Regions from separate parts of the Mus musculus genome. Here region 1 is linked to region 2. A link is a contact called in public HiChIP or PLAC-seq data. All regions are on one chromosome and are shown on one strand. The core of a region is the stretch at or near the end of the contact, and the rest is flanking DNA. Distances in the headings are between cores, read along the strand shown.

The links. HiChIP or PLAC-seq counts read pairs in DNA pulled down with a chosen protein or histone mark.
Region 1: a contact with region 2 is called in an HNF4G HiChIP or PLAC-seq map of pancreatic cancer cells. The contact joins two enhancer-like sites. A contact is called at or near these places in 2 of 15 datasets of contacts at CTCF or cohesin (CD8 T cells and pro-B cells), 8 of 484 Hi-C or Micro-C datasets (the Ba/F3 cell line, the CH12 cell line, Th1 cells and 4 more) and 1 of 115 datasets of contacts at active chromatin or transcription factors (pancreatic cancer cells).

Annotation. Positions count from the first base shown.
Region 1 is chr4:103,247,436-103,252,167 of GRCm38.p6, reverse strand. The region is part of intron 5 of 4921539E11Rik (RIKEN cDNA 4921539E11 gene); the gene reads left to right. Among named protein-coding and RNA genes, the nearest start is that of Slc35d1, 35 kb to the right of the region's middle. Within about 2 kb of position 2,572, at least 30 of the 459 cell types and tissues checked have an H3K27ac peak or open chromatin away from gene starts, as enhancers often do. A contact at or near this core is called in liver and pancreatic cancer cells, where this site is marked.
Region 2 is chr4:103,343,971-103,348,455 of GRCm38.p6, reverse strand. The region is part of intron 7 of Oma1 (OMA1 zinc metallopeptidase); the gene reads right to left. Among named protein-coding and RNA genes, the nearest start is that of Oma1, 32 kb to the right of the region's middle. Within about 2 kb of position 1,390, at least 52 of the 459 cell types and tissues checked have an H3K27ac peak or open chromatin away from gene starts, as enhancers often do. A contact at or near this core is called in liver and pancreatic cancer cells, where this site is marked.

The sequences.
Region 1 (4,732 bases), core at 1,323-3,822, 97 kb after region 2:
AGACCATCATGGCAGGGAGAATGGAAGCAGGGAGGCAGGCATGGTGTGGCAGCAGTAACTGAGAATTTACATCAGATCCACAAGCAGAAGGGGTGGGAAGAGGGAGAAGAGAGAGGCAGAGACACAGAGATAATTAGCAATAGCATAGGTTTTTTTTGAAACCTCAAAGCCTGCCCTCATTAACACATCTTAAATAAAGCCACACCTCCTAATCCTTCCCAAAGTGTTCCACCAATTAGGGGCCAAGAATTCAAATATATGAGCCTGTGGGAGCCATTCTTTCAAATCATCACATAGATTAAATTATTTTACTTTTCTATTTCAACTACATGTTATACTTGTTTGAGGTTTTGGCATTTTCTATGCATATTAAAACACATTACCATTTCGTACTTTGTTAGAGCAGTGGTTCTCAACCTGTAGGTCATGATCCTTTGGAGGTCGCATATCAAATATCCTCCTACATGTCAGATATTTATATGACCATTCATAGCAATAGCAAGATGACAGTTATGAAGTAGCAATGGAATAATTTTGTGGTTGGGGGGTCACCACAACATGAGGAACTGTGTTAAAGGGTCACAGCGTTAGAAAGGTTGAAAACCACTGCTTTAGAGTAAAATCATACTACTGATGTAGAAAGCTTTGAATGAGCTGGGCCGTGGTGGCACATGCCTTTAATCCCAGCACTTGGGATGCAGAGGCAGGCAGACCTTGGTGAGTTTGAGACCAACCTGTTTTATAGAGCTAGTTCCCAGACAGCCAGGGCTACACATTGAAATCCTGTCTTGGAAAAATAAATGATGAAAGAAAGCTTTGAACATTGTGGTGGTACAAATCTTTTTATTACCCTATCATTCGTACTATTATACATAGTCATAATTTTCTGCTTCTGACACTCCTGAATATTTCAAAGAAACATATATGTTTCTCTTTTATATATAAAAATAACTGAATATTAACCAGATCTGATTTTTTTTTTCCTGTCATCACTGAAGCTAAGTTTCTCGTATTTTCCTTTGGCTTAATTAATTTCTAAGTACTTTGTTGTAGAGGTTCACGGGCACCAAAACCTTAGTTTTCTTTTAAAGACATTTCTGAAGGAAATTTTTATTTGATACAAAACTCTGCCTTACTAATATGTATCTGAGTGATATTTTCACTTTTCCCATGTCAATGTGCCAGCATCCTTTGCCTCACAGCTCCTGGGTTCTCTTCTGAGCACTGGTTTGAGTTGCTGGTCCTGTATCTTATTTCTCACACTGCTTTCAAAGTCTTTCCATGATGTCTGGGTCTCAGCAGTTTGACTCTGTGCCCACTTATGGTCCTTCTCATATTGATTCTTCATGTACTTCTCTAAGCTTCCAGAATTTACTATTCATGTGTTTTGCCAAAATAAACAAACATACCAGCCTCATCGCATCAAATATTATTCTAATTCATTCTCCCTGGCCTTTCCTTCTGTTACTCAGACATGTGTATAGTTATTGTTCCACAGATTTCTGATTCACATACATGTGTGTATATGTATGTGTGTGTGTGCATGTGTGTGTATATACATATATAACTTCAGTATTCTATCTGTAAATTCCTAAACTTTTGCTTTTACATCTCTTTGTTTTAAATTCAGCCAGAGATATTTTTAAATTCTAAGTATTACTTATTTTTAGTCTTATAATTTTCACTTTTTAAAGAGTTGAGGGAAAGCATCAATGAAAGTGGAAGAGGGAAAGCAATGGAGAGTAATGGTAGAATGGTTCAAAATTCATGTTATACACATATAAAAATGTCAAAATGAAACCCATTATTTTATACACAAGAAAAAATTTAAAATCTCTGACTATCCGGATCCCCTTAGGGCTATCCTCACTTAACTTTTTTTTGACTGAAACTTCATTTTCCTGGTTCTCTATACATCAACTTGGATTTGCTGAATGTCATGACTGTTGTATTTAGGACATTCAGTTCCCTACCTTCAAAAAACATTGTCTTATCAGTTCCCCTTGATGCACTGAAAAGACAAAATACTCTTAAAAGAACAGCTTGTATTTTAGCTTAGTTATTTCCATCTTAGCTGGCTGACTATAGTCTTCCCCAAACGGTATGGATCTGAGTCAGCCAGAGACTTGGTCAGAAACCGTCCTGTTGGCTTTCTCTTCCTAGCCTTCCCCCATCACCTTCCAGCAGCTTTGGTTGCCCTGAACTCTGTCCTGCTTTTTCCTGGCCAGTGGCTTTACTATCAGGTGTATGCTCAAGGCCAGCTGCAGCCTGCCGTCCAGTGAAACCTCATATAAACGCCAACTTCACTCTCTTCAAATCACTGAGACCGAATTCAGTGGTTTATCTTTCTCACTATTTTCTTTCACTCTGCTAAATGAGAGGAGAGAGAGAGGGAAGTGTGTGTTTGTGTGTGTGTGTGTGTGTGTGTCTGTGTGTGTGTGTGTGTGTGTGTGTGTGTGTGTGTGTGTGTGTCTGTGTGTGTGTGTGTGTGTGTGTGTGTGTGTGTGCTATTTCTTATCTGAGGTAGGGCATTCCTGATAAGAGACTGCTTACTCATGGTGAATCAGAATTGCCAAAGGCATTTTCGGTTTGGTGTGTTTGCTCAGTTTCTTTTCTCTTTTACAAGTGCCTGTGTGCTGCCTGTCTCTGTTTCTCTCTCTCTCTCTCTCTCTCTCTCTCTCTCTCTCTCTCTCTGTGTGTGTGTGTGTGTGTGTCTGTTTCTCTGTGTGTGTGTCTTTCTCTCTCTCTCTCTGTCTCTCTCTGTGAGTGTGTGAGTGTGTGTTTTCTTGAGTGTACAGGTTCCATCATTATTTCTAGTTCATTATTCTATCCTTTCTAAAAATTCATAAGCAATGATGGATGTCGCTTTCTTCTTCTTTGTTTTCTTTCTTTGCATGGGTTAGGGGTTGAATGTATGGACTTGCACATGCTAGGCAGTGCTCTACCAGTGGTCTAGACCCCACCTCCCAAACACACACCCTCTTTTACTTTTTGTTTTGAGGCTAATAACATGAATAAAATGCTGCCCCAGGGTAGCTTCAAAATTGTGATCCTCCAACCTTAGTCTCTCAAGGAGCTGCAGTCATAGACCCAGTTGGGTGTCAGTCTCAGCAGTTCATAGACTACTGGGTTCATTGTCTCAGCTACGCTATTGGTTGTTAGTTTTACAGTCATAAACTTTAAAATTGTGTTAAAATAGTTATATCGTATAGATTTATGGTGGTTCTATTTGTAATAGTGGTTTCATCTAAACACAGACCCATTTATAGTATTGTTGCTATTGAGTATACTATTTATAGTATGTTGGACCTGGCGTGGTGGTACCTGCCTGTCATCCCAGCACAGGAGAGGCAAGAGGACTGCAACAGCAAAGCCAGCCTGGGTCACACAAGAAGACCCTTTCTCAAGCATGCAAGCAAGCAAATACTGAAACAGTAACCAAAACATTACATCATTTTCCTGCCATTTTAGCTCACCGGGAAATGAATTATAAAAAACATTATCTCTTAGAGACCTTGCATTCATATAACTTCATTTGAAGTTCCAGGACAGCCAGGGCTATACAGAGAAACCCTGTCTCGAAAAAAAAAAAAAAATGTATACTGTTAATTAGCATGTTATTTAGCACTCTACATGTCTTATAAAAAAAATCCTAACATTATGAGATTAGAGTGTAGGTTTTTACATCATCTTTTCAGGCTTTGATGTTAAGACTACACCTGATCATGTAAACAACTGAAAAGGGTTTTGTTGTTTGTTTGTTTAAGTTAATTGACACAGGCTCCTTTTGTGGTTGGTTGGTTAGTTGGTTTGTCTGTTTCCTACATGAAAGTTTGAAAGAACTCATCCATCAATCTATTTGGGCCTGGTTCTTTGAAATAGACTTAACTGGTGCATAATAACTACATTCAGTTACACATGTATATTTTAATGCACACATACAATGCATAATTATCAAATCAGGATAATTAGTATATCCATCACCTCAAACATTTACTTCTCTGTGTTGAGAAACATTCCAAATGCTCTCTGCTAGTTATTTTGAAATGTGTAACTATAGTCACCTCACTGTGGTCTAGAACAATAGAGCTTAATCTTTCCTTTTGTGCTGGGCAGGGAACCCAGGCCTGGCTCTTGTTAGGCAAGCCTGTATAGAGTTGCACCATAATTCTAATTAAAAAAAAAAAAAGACAGGTGCTCTCTTGTAGCCCAAACTAGGCTCAAGGTGCTAACACTCAACCCCCAAAGCCTGGGATTGCACGTATGCTGCCGTGCCTGATTTGTGATTTGTTTTGAACTTTGGTATTCTGCTCTTTCCAGCTTTTTCTCTTCCTTTAGGCCAATTTCTTTGGCCATTTAGGGACTTTGGTGGTAGCACAAAATTTGGGGGTTTTATACATAGACTTGGAGGATATGGCTGTGAGCTAAATAAGGTAAATCTGTAGGTTGCTTTAGACAGTATGGTCACAGTTTAACATTAGTAATTCTTCCAATTCATGAACATAGGATGTTTCCCCTTTCAGGGTGTATAAAGCAATTCTTTGGCGGGGATGGGGGTGAGTGGAGGAGGTAGGGGTGTCTAGCACCCCTTTTGCTCCTAAGTAACTATAGGGCATTTCCATGTGTGATCTAGCCCTTTTAGCTCCTGACATGGTTGGCATTTTAAGCTGCAAGACTAAGCTAGGAAGGTTCTGCAATACTCTAACCTAACTGCTGCTAATACCTTGGCAAA
Region 2 (4,485 bases), core at 141-2,640:
TTTATTTGATTATAAACTCAACAGGGTATGATATCCATAAGGCATACAGTACTATAATAACCATCCTTAAAACCTGTACATTTCCCAACACCAACACACCAGAGAAAGACCAAGCTGAGACTACATCTATCTCACCTATGACCAAAATGGTCACTACCAAGTACAAACTGAAAGGGGCTCTGAACTCTTAGCCATCACCCCTTCAAAAGGAAAAGCCTGAGATTAGCATGGAGTCTTTTTTGAAGGCCAGTAGCATTGTGCATCTGAACCAGATGTTCTAGCATCCTCTCTGTATCCCACACAGACGTGTCAGAGGCAGGTCAATAACCTGACAGTACTACAAAGGACTGTTACAGAATGGCCAAGAGCTGGGAAAATACGCTAAGAATGGTATGATATTTAAAGGGAACAAAACATGTATAAGAACAGGCATCTTTTAGAGGTGATGCTTCCAGCAGCTTGGAAGAAAGAAGGTCCGCATCCCACAGGAATGCACCTCCTCTCGGAGCAGGGAGAAACCCACCATCAGTGAGAGATGCCCATGTCATTTAACTTCTCTTTTGTCGAGTTTCATTTGTAAAACCAAGAATGTAACAGTGCCTGTCCCTCAAGGCTGAAATGAAAAGTACAAGAATTACTACATGTAACCCACTTAGGACAGGACCCACACATAAACATTACTGAGACTAACTGTAAACAGCATGGCCAGCGTCACCTGAGCAGTCCTTCTCCGTGCATGGGCTCAGGTGTCCCCGTCCTGAAGGCATGCCTGCACTGTCCTCAGCATCTCCCGGAAGCAAGCTCCCTTCATCTGCACACACAGCCTCAGCCTGTCCCAGTGTATCTCCTGTCTACAGTCACTCTTCTTCTGTAAGTCACTTGTCCTTTACAAGTTTTTCCAGTCAATAATTTAAAACTGCTCTTCTCTGATCAAACGTGATATAAAAACTTACTTGTAGCTGAGTCATTCTCAGGATTTGTCAATAGAAATTGTTACTTATCAGTAACACCTAGTGTGTGCCAGCACAGAGGAGAAATGGGTTGTTATTTCATGGTTCGGTAACTGCAAGTCCTTGCCTACATCTTCTGTATCGTCTGCCTGCCACTGTGCCGGTTCACCGGTCAGTACCGATGGTAAAGTTCTGGATGAATTTTACACACACTTCTTTTCTGTCTCTTGTAGTCTTATTGAGTCATAAGACTCAGTGCTCAATGCAAATCCAACAACGAATAATCAAGTTAATCCTCATTTTCTGGGGAGAATAGATTCAAAACAAAACTTGGGCACAGCGTGTGTGTTGTGGAAGTTACTATATAACATGTCTCTGGAACAAGACTTTTCTTTGTTTGCTGTTGATTCATTCTTAAATGAGTAATCTAAGAACCTAGGCACTCATCCAAGTACAACAAAAAGGCGTTCGCTGTGATGAAGACTCAGCACTAACCTGGAAGACAAGGGTCAGGAGTCTTGCTACTAACGAAGTATGCTATTAGGTAAATCACATCACCACTTTGGACTCTAGTTTCCCTGCCTGTAAAAGGAGAAGTTGAGTTAAGTTAGCTCCAGTTTTCCTCCCTGGGCCCAACACTTATGGTTCTATAACCTACTGTTTTTGTTTGTTTGTTTGTTTGTTTGTTTTGTTTTTGGTTTTTTGTCACCTTCCTCATCTGTGAATGTGAGTAGAGGAACTCAATTGGATTTTTTTTCCTTTTTTAAAAATATTTTATTAGGTATTTTCCTCATTTTCATTTCCAATGTTATACCAAAAGTCCCCCATGCCCTCCCCCCCACTCCCCTACCCACCCACTCCCACTTTTTGGCCCTGGCGTTCCCCTGTACTTAGGCATATAAAGTTTGTAAGACCAAGGGGCCTCTCTTCCCAATGATAGCCGACTAGGCCATCTTCTGCTACATATGCAGCTAGAAACACGAGCTCTGGGGTACTGGTTAGTTCATATTGTTGTTCTACCTATAGGGTTGCAGATCCCTTTAGCTCCTTGGGTATTTTCTCTAGCTCTTCCATTGGGGGCCCTGTGATCCATCCAATAGCTGACTGTGAGCATACAGGAGTCTTAAACTTTTGGGTTCTTATTTCTGTGATAAAGGGGATTCTGCTATTACCCACTTTACTCACTAGATGGTGCTATGAGCACAGTTATCTCAGGTCACTAGCAGAAAACAGTAATGCTTCCAGAAGGATCCTTAGCAATTCTGGGGCTGGACAATCTCTCCCAGGGAGGGCTCTCAAACCACTCTTGTGTATTTATCATCCTTACCTCCCACCCACTAAACAAATAACACATCCACGCCTCCCCAGTCTCCGTAATAATCAAAAGCAATCACACATAATGCCCTCCAAGGAGCCTGCCCCCAATTTAGAAGCATTAAAAGAAAATTAGCTTTCTCTTTTTAGATTTCAGTACGGATACTCAGAAATGAATATAGATGGTTTGGTTGCTTGTGAAATTAAAAAATACAGTCATTTCTACAAATGACTGCCAAGTGTCAAAATTTCCTCACAATGACAAATGAATATACATATCAAAAAAATCAAACAGTCAAATATCCTTTGCCCAGCTGATTTGAACTGTTTATTCTATGCTCAGTCCACAGTAGACTTACAAGTTAATCACTAATTCTAAATTAAGCATTCTGATCATTTTCATAATGATAACTCACAGCTCTCCCAAATAAAAACGTAAGCATATAAAACTGACATCTTCACAGCAACAGCAGAGCCGAGGCACAAAGTATCTTAAGGAGACAGAGCCTGTTTGAAGAAATGCTTACATGTTACTTATGGAATTTTCTATATTCTGTTTGCTCCTTGGCCTCAGATCTGTGAGCAACAGATCTACCTCACAGAAAGGTCCCCTTAACCACACTCACAAGTTCCATGCAGAATTGTAATGACAACTTAGAGCAGTCAGGCCGACTATGTAAGGTGTGGGTGTCTGTCCCTGGGTCAGCACATTTGCTCTCTCACAGGTGGGTAACAAAGGAAGCTAAGCTACAAATCATAACTATAGACAAATCTTAGCATAATTTGGCACTCTGATGGGAACTGCAGGCCAGGGTTGGGGAGTTAGCTCAACGCTAGAGAGTTTCTTGTCTCACAGCATGAGACACCTGAATCCACACATACACACAAGCATCTGATCAGTAAACATCCAAAAGATGCAGGGTACGGGGTACCCATCGCAAACAGGAATCAAGCCCACGACACCAAAGGGAACACTGCAAGCAGGAGCATCATCATCCTCTTTTCAGACAGGACACAGAGAGGGTAAGTAACCTGCCTGCCTGTGGTCTGTGGTCGCATGTAAGAAATCAGAGTTCCAAGATCTCTGTGACACCCTGCGTCTCCATCTGTGAGCTCAGTCAAGGCTTAGTCTTTAAGACCACTAACAAAGTCTCTGCCTACCTTTTCCGTCCCATCTTTCCATGGACACTCCTGAACTGTCTATATTTCAGCCACAGAGAGATATTAATTCCAGGACAGGCCCTGTTTTCCTCACCTTTAAGCAAACTATTTTCTGTACCAAATCTTCCCTGAGACCACCCCCAGCACCACACTAGGATAATCCTTAGTTATCTCAAAGAGCTGTGTTTTAAATGAGTCTTTCTCGGTCCCTTTCCTGGGCTGTCATTCAAACGTGGATACAAGTACTATCATTCTGCTGCATTCTTTCATGGGATGAACCTGCCTGTGTGTCTTTACCACAGTGCTCCAAACTTTGTTAAAATTATTAACCAGTTATATCTGTGTCCTACTGACATTGTGACTTCCAGTTACTTGGTAGACAGCAAGGTGTACAACAAATACATATTCAGTTAATAAATGAAAACCATATGATAAAGGAGGGCAACCATGCGGAACTGGGTAAGACGGCAAAAGAAAACAAAAGCCATCAGAATTAGAAGCCTGTCAGCCCAGATGCCCTGGAGAAGTCCAGAGGCCAATGCTGGCTCACCAGACCTGCTTCATCATGTGTAGCTGGGTGGGGCGTGAAGTGAGAGGCAGTCAGAATGCAGTCAATGAAAGCTATAATAGAGTTGTAGCAGAAGTTCATTCTGGTAAAAGATGCTAACAGTGGACGTGGAAACACAATGAGACATATTTTATACATGGAATTGCCAGGACTTGGTGAAAGATCAGATGCAAATCTTAAATGAGCAAGAATGACAACCGATTGTAGGCATTTAAAACAGCAACTGAATACAAGATGGAACATTTGTCAGAAAAAAAAAAAAGTATCAGAAATAGGTAGGTAAAACTCCAAGATTCAGTATTGAATACCTCCACCTGAGAGCCTTGTTGACTAGGGAAAGCAGAAGCCTAGTGCTCTAGGAACTCAAATTGCATTGACTGAACGAGAAATGTCCAAAGCACCATCACCCAGGTAGGGAAAACTGCTGATGCAGAAAAGCAAAAATAACTACTGTGCTCACGATCAAACAGCTAACCAGCAGAGCAGAGTCCA